2 separate regions of the Mus musculus genome follow, and region 2 is linked to region 1. Evidence: chromatin contacts called from public HiChIP or PLAC-seq data. All regions are on one chromosome and are shown on one strand. Each heading gives the region's core, a stretch centred on a gene start, on an enhancer-like site or on the middle of the called end of the contact. The rest is flanking DNA. Distances are from core to core; before and after follow the strand shown.

Region 1 (3,363 bases), core at 546-3,045:
AGTTGAACGAATCTGTCCTTCACAGAAGAAAGCATCCTTCCACACCCACTTCTTCATAGTTCACCATAATGCCAGGAACAGGAAGAAAGTGAAGGAGAGGAATTTTTTCCATAGACAGCACAAGACAACCTAGCTTGAGAAAACACAGATTGGGTTTGGTGAGAAGGTTCACCTTCATAAAGAAGTTAGCATTCTGCCAGGGTACACAGAGAAAGCCAAGCCTTGGTATTGAAATGCCCACTGTTACCCACTGTGGCTGATACTCCTGCTTAATGCCTTTCTAATGGTTGTACCCTTTCCCCTCCTCCAGACAGTACCCACCTTCTATGGATGGTTTATACAACAGGATTGAGCTCACAGGCTGAGTCCTGAGCTGCTGAGGGAGACTGAAAATCTTTAGAGTTCCTTGACTTATAGAAGCATTCCCCCCAAATGTGCCTCCTGCTTAAATGGCTTCTTTGTGTCTGGATTGGTGCAAATGTCCATAGTTGGCTTAGAACATGCTACTTCACCCTAAATTCCATCTGCAATGACCTGTACCCCTCTGCCACATTCTGAAGTAGAGGGTGGGACTTCACATGTCCTCTAAGCCCCTAACAGAGGTGGCACGCCTACAATGACTGAGTTGGAATTACTCACAGAGTCTGGGTAAGAAACTCAACATTCCCTGGGGCCAGGGTTAGGATCAAGCCTCAAAAGCAAGGATAGCTGGGCATGATGGCGCACACCTTTAATCCCAGCACTCGGGAGGCAGAGGCAGGCAGATTTCTGAGTTCAAGGCCAGCCTGGTCTACAAAGTGAGTTCCAGGACAGCCAGGGCTATACAGAGAAACCCTGTCTCGAAAAACAAAAAAAATAAAAAAGCAAGGTTAGCCTGATGATGAGCCTACTGGGAACTCCAAGGTTGGGCAGAGACCTCTGCATCAGGGCCTGGCCCTTATACACCAGACACCTGAGGACCTTATTCTATCTAAGTCTTCCTAAGATGCCCATTGCAGCTTCCTGGGAGCCAAGGCCCCTCTAACCAGATGAACCACTATTTCTGGGGCAGGCATGGAGCTTTGTGTCTTTGCAAAGCCCTTGAATGTCTACATCATGTGACAAGGGCTGAAAACCCCCCAAGCACATTCTATGTACACGCACGCACACGCACGTGCTTATGCATACACATAGCCCATCAATTAGCTTCTCAGAACAAAGAAAATCCACTTTGAGATAATTTGCTGCCTAGATGCAGAAACAGTGAGCAGTTTTTAAAGGGCACCTTCTTTTAATTACAAACAGAATTCAAGTGTTGCCCCTGGGCCGCCATCGGCAGTAGTAGCTTAGAGAAGAGATGTGGCCGTAGGCCCCATGGTGCTGGTGACATCTGGGTGCTATTAGGAGCTGAGGCTCCTGGTTCTGCCCAGTATATCTCCTGCCTAGGAATCCAGGCCATGCCGGGCTGTTGGGAAGGGTCTGAGATGTCAGAGTGGTATCAGGTAAGGTCTTCTCTGTCAGTGTGAACTCTGGCGTATCAGCTGCTAAAGTGTAGGCTGCCTTCCCCAGCTGTGTAGACTATTTTTGGTACATTTTAGGCCCTCACCTCTGAACAACAGAAGGACTTCATACACATTAGTCAGGCCTAGGCTTTGGGGGAACTGGAGACCACAACCCTAGGCTGGCTCTGGAACTAGGAAGTCTATGCAGGTTACCAACCTAAGCACATCTTTCTGCCAAACCACAGGAATAATGGGACCCTGAGAGCTATGTAGAGCCTGGACCAATGCCCAGCTATTCTCTCTCAACTCCACTCACCCGTACAAGGAACAAGAACGAGCTGACTGAGAAGGATGAAGAGTGTGTCTGAAACACATGCCCAGACCACACAAAACAGAGGATTCTTCACGTTAATGTAACACATGTATGTGCAAGACCATGATCCTCCCAGATACCCCACTGTTCGTCTGAGCCCTATAGCAGCCCCACTTACTGCAGAAGCTGCTTTCCCGTGTCAGAAATAAGGACCCTGAGGAGTAGAAAGTTATGGTACCATCTGGAGACAACCCAGCTAAAAAGGGAGTCCTAGGATCTGGACCCAGACAGTTCAGGATCAAAAGGGAAGGCAGACAAAGAAAGACAGGCAAACAGAAAGACACCATCAGACAAAGGGAAATAGACAAAGGTAGAGATGAGGAGGCAGAGAGACAGAGAAAGAATAAGAAAGAAGACAAGAGAGAGGAACTTACAAAAAGAGCAGGGACCACATCACAGGCCTAAGCCTGAAGAGGGAGGTATTCTTGTTGTGAGGAGCCCTAGTTGCCCTCTAAGTCAGACTCTGCAAGTCACAGCTGGCCTGCTGCCGGCTTGGAAAGACAGGCCACCCCCTGGCCTAGCTTCTGACCGGTATGAAGGGTGCTGCTGTCACCTTGTGGTCATATCTGGTTCTACATGCCGGGAGCCCACAGGCACTTTTGTTCTCTAACACTGTCCTGAAGTTCTCTAGTGCTTACTACATATAGAAAACCACCATTGGCCCTGCTTCTTGTAGGCTGCAAGGGTTGTTGAGATCCCCGAAGTTGCCAGCTTTTCCAACTGTCTAGGACCTGGCCCAGGGCTCTGTCCATCTTAATTTTGAAGAGAACTGCTCAGGTGTCTTCTACGTGTGTAGAGAAATTGTAATACAGCAACATGGCTACTCTGGCAAGGGGTCACATCCAAAGACTTTCGGGTCTGTAGAAGTTTGAACTTGGTTCTTCCTCCCAGCAACATGCTCCCAGAAATAAGACTCAGATTCAAAATATATTTACAAATACCTTGGCCATATAGCTAGGCTCTTCCCTAACTAGATCACAATTTACTATAATCCATTTACTCAAATCTACATTCTGCCATGTGACTAGTTACCTGTGCTCAGATACCATGTATCTGTCTCATTACATTGGATGAACCCGGGACCTGGCCCTATCCCAGAATTCTTTCTGCCTCCTGGATGTTCCACCTTCTATTCTACCCTTTTCTATAGGCCATAGGTTTTTTTAAATTTTTAATCCATACAATACACAAGATGTTCCCTCTACATAGGTCTGTGTGATCCAGTTGGAACACAGACACACCTTTAATCCCTGGAGATGGAGGCAAGCAGATCTGTGAGTTCAAGGCCAGCCTGGTATACAGAAAGTTTCAGCTAAAGAAAAGCTTAGGTCCAGGTACACACCTTTAATCCCAACACGCAACAGACAAAGGCATGCAGATCTCTGAGTTCTAGTCAGTCAGTTGAGTCAGTGAACTAAGATAGCAGCACACACCGGGCAGTGGTGGCGCACGCCTTTAATCCCAGCACTTGGGAGGCAGAGGCAGGCAGATTTCTGAGTTTGAGGCCAG
Region 2 (3,518 bases), core at 754-3,253, 290 kb before region 1:
GAACTCAGTAGCCATTGTTGGTTTGAACTTCTGGAGTCTGACAACACGTGGTTTCTTTTAGGCATGTACAAGCATGGCACAGTTTGATGAAAATAATTCTGGTGGTAATTGACGCAAATCCACATGTACAACAATGCATACATAAAGCTCCTTGAGTAACAAAGGGAGCTAAATACAGATAGGACATGACTACATTGAAACTCTGTAAAGTCTATACTGATAGGTTCTATAGATTGATGGAGAAAAACAAATTTACGACAGGGGTCTGGAGAAAGGTGCAGTGCCAGAAATGTCTGTAGCACTTTTACAGCACAAAGGTGACTCAGCCTTCTGGGCAGAAAACAGGGTTTGCATTTCCTTCCCTTGAAGGAATAACCATGCGTGTTTAACTTTCTGGATTCTGCTAGTATTTATCTGTGAGCACAAAGACCTTCATGCCTCCCACATCTAGGGACCTGCATGGTTGCTTCCATGACACGCTCATATCAAAGGGAGAGGCCACACCTAGACAGCAGACACACACATCAAGGCTTTCTGTAGCAAGGTGAAGGAAGAGATACTGGGGTGGAAGGACTTTCCGTGGGGGCCCTTCCCCAGTACGTGCGGAACCAGGGTGGAGTGAACTATCTGGAAGTCTTCAGCACAGGCAGTTCCTTCTTCCTGTTAGCCCTTCTTCCCCAGGTCCCTTTGTGAGGCTTTGCCTCCCAACGCCCAGTGGGATCCCAATTGAATAGGGATCACAGCCAAGACCCATAAGGCTACTGATTCCTGGTTTTGTTTCTACTACTTTCTGTTACCAGACATCCCTGTGGTTTCCCTAACTGTAGACTCCAGAAGTGTCAATGCTGGCCCCTATTACTCTACCTATAGGAAGGAGCAGGTTCTGAGCTAGGTTGGCCACACTGTGGCACACTGCTGCCCCTGGGCCTTTGCACTGGTCCCTAGTCCCCTTGGATTATGTTTTTCCCCCTGCATACACATGAGGCTCCCTATCCCATTTCAAGCTGTGGTCACCTCAAGTCATGGTCCTCAGAAGTGTCCAGCCCAGTTCCCCAAGTCTCCGTGTGTGGCTTTAAACCTAATGAAGCCAAGAGTCTGAGCAGGGGAGTATCCCGGGTCAGCCAGATGGGTGTAGGAAGGACGAGCGGCTGCAAGGATGGAAGCAGGGATTGGCAAAACTCCTCATCTCTGGAAGAGTGACAAAGGTACATACATTCTCAAAGGTGAGAATGCTCAGGGTGAATCAGACAGCCTGAAAATGGGGGGAATGAAGTCACAGAGAAGGAACTGGGGCTTAGGTGCCCATGGCTGCATGTCCAGGTTTCATGTTGTTTGTGCATCACTCTTTGGCAAAATTAGAAAAATAAGAGTAACGTGTGAAGTCAGATGTGGTGACTCACATTTGTAATCCCAGCTCTTGGGAGGCTGAGGCTGGAGGGTTGCCAAAAGTTGGAGGACAGGAGCTGTGTATGGTGGTACACACCTTTAATCCCAGCATCTGGGAGGATATATACGAGAGAGATTTCCAGGCGGGTCAGGGCTACATAATGAGAAGGTTTTATGTCATTAAACACAACAGCGTCCGGAAATTGGAGCAGCTTCTGGAAATAACAAATGCTGGGAAACTTGATGGTCCACACACCACAAAGCCAGTGGTGTAACTGCGAGAGCATCTGTGACCTCCCAATGCCAGGGTTGGTGCCATGGGCCAGGCAAGGGCCTGCTCAGTAGCACTGAGTCGGTGCTGGGACTATCTATGCATCTGCAGTTATTACCTGCTGAGTGGCTCCCTGGTGCATTCCTAACCTGCACATTTTAATGAGGTTGTTTCACTTTTCAAGCCACGCCGACGTAGAGCCTTTCCCCTCTCTGGAAAACGGCATCTAGACTGGCTTGGATCCTGGTGGGAAGCCCCACCCACTGGGTCCACCCCGCTAGGCGCGTCCCAGAAAGACTTTTGTCCGCCTTCGGCCGCCTTCCAACGTTGCCCGCTTCCGCCTTCGTGCACGTGGTCAGCTTCGGGGGTTCCGCGGCGCCGTGAGTGGGTCCGGCGGGACTTTCCTCCCTCCTCGAGCGCGCCGGCTGCGCGATCTCTAAGGACGGGGTGGTGGTGTTGGATGGGGGTGGGCAGGGGCTGCGGGGGTCACAGGTCAGCCTAGGATCTGGGGCGCCGCAGGGTCAGAGCCAAGACATCTGGAAGACAGGGCAGGGATTTCGGGGCTGCAGAGTTCGGAGGGGATCGCTGAGGTCCGGGGTCGGTGCCCGCCACCCCGCAGCGCATGGGCTTCCCCCGCCTGTGGGCCGCACTGCTGAGAAACTGGGGACGGTGGACGGCGCGCCCAGGCCCGCGCGTGCCCGGGTAAAGACTTCCGCGACCTCTGTACTGAGACCTCTGTACTGAGAACCCAAGACTGTCCTGAGCTGTCTGCCTCTCCTTGCTTACCTGTGTCTTGTTTCCATCGCTGCCTTGTACTGCCCCGCCAGAGCACTGCCTCCCTGTGTGTCCAGTTCAAACTCCGCCCGAGTTGCCGCTGTTGTCCAACCTCAGTCACTCTTGTCATTGATGAACCAGGCTGGTTGGTTTGTCTTTGGGCAAGGTCTTTCAGAGACCGCTGAGGCAGGCAGAGCAGGGTTCTGTTTTTTTTTTTTTTTTTTTTAAACCGCTTTTACCACCTTGGTCACTCATGCCTGTTTTTCTCAGCCTGCCGCCTATGGCTGGAAACAAGGTGCCACCAGCGCTGGCCTCACACCAACCGGACAGGAAGGGCCGAGGTGGCTGGGTCTGGGAGGAGACGGAGCATCCTGCAAAGAGGGTCAAGGGCGGCGAGGATGAAGAGCCCCCACGCAAGCTGCCAAAGCGAAAAATTGTGCTGCTCATGGCCTACTCGGGCAAGGGCTACCACGGCATGCAGGTGAGGAGGGCTGCGGCTAGAAGCCCCTACCTGAGGCAGCCCTTGGTTCCCTGATGCTACTCAGAGCCAGGCCCATCCCAGGAAACAGTAAAAAAAAAAACAAAAACAAGCAAAACAAAAACCAAAAATCCACAGAATCCTCCGTAAGAGGTTTGGGTGGTTTTCTTCCACTATGGGAGCTGATTCACATGTGACCTTGGGAGCAGTGAGTCTTCATTGTTAGGGTGCTGCCTGCACAGTACCTGGGGAACTGTGTGACATGGGCAGATTTACTGAATGTGGGGACCAGATTGCTGCCAGGTGCTACCTGTTCAGCATCCTGAGGGGCCAGGGGCAAGCTAGGTTCTCTCTCTTATGAAAGCATCCTTCCCACCCCCAGTGTGGGTAGAATCTTGTTCATTCTTGTCACCTCTGCTGTTGACATTTCCTTTTAAAAAAAAAATTGGATATTTTATTTACATTTCAAATGTTATCCCCTTTCCCTGTTTTCCCCACTCCCGGAAACCCCTATCCCATCCCCCCTGCTTCTATGAGGGTGTTCCTCCACCCATCCCACTCCCACCTCCCTGCCCTCGATTCCCCTACACTGGACTGGAGCATCTATCT

Evidence for each region. HiChIP or PLAC-seq counts read pairs in DNA pulled down with a chosen protein or histone mark.
Region 2: a contact with region 1 is called in an H3K27ac HiChIP or PLAC-seq map of the NIH/3T3 cell line, with 6 times the contacts expected there. The contact joins the promoter of Pus1 here to the enhancer-like site in region 1. A contact is called at or near these places in 6 of 39 promoter capture datasets (the 3T3-L1 cell line, 3T3-L1-derived adipocytes, the C10 cell line and 2 more), 3 of 15 datasets of contacts at CTCF or cohesin (the NIH/3T3 cell line and pro-B cells), 25 of 484 Hi-C or Micro-C datasets (3T3-L1-derived adipocytes, the AML12 cell line, the C2C12 cell line and 18 more), 8 of 115 datasets of contacts at active chromatin or transcription factors (the NIH/3T3 cell line, cardiomyocytes, embryonic basal ganglia and 3 more) and 1 of 9 other capture datasets (pancreatic islet).

What each region holds. Positions count from the first base shown.
Region 1 is chr5:110,493,008-110,496,370 of GRCm38.p6, reverse strand. No RefSeq gene overlaps it. Among named protein-coding and RNA genes, the nearest start is that of A630023P12Rik, 20 kb to the left of the region's middle. Within about 2 kb of position 1,795, at least 53 of the 459 cell types and tissues checked have an H3K27ac peak or open chromatin away from gene starts, as enhancers often do. A contact at or near this core is called in 3T3-L1-derived adipocytes, the C3H10T1/2 cell line, the NIH/3T3 cell line and 3 more, where this site is marked.
Region 2 is chr5:110,779,081-110,782,598 of GRCm38.p6, reverse strand. It overlaps Pus1 (pseudouridine synthase 1), which reads left to right and starts at 2,003. Exons shown (of 6, transcript NM_019700.4): 1 at 2,003-2,359; 2 at 2,702-2,912. The coding sequence starts at 2,280. Gm26515 (a long non-coding RNA gene) reads right to left here and starts at 2,706. Exons shown (of 2, transcript XR_389515.4): 1 at 2,444-2,706; 2 at 1,535-2,093. Gm15559 (predicted gene 15559) reads right to left here. Exons shown (of 2, transcript NR_152254.1): 2 at 3,339-3,518.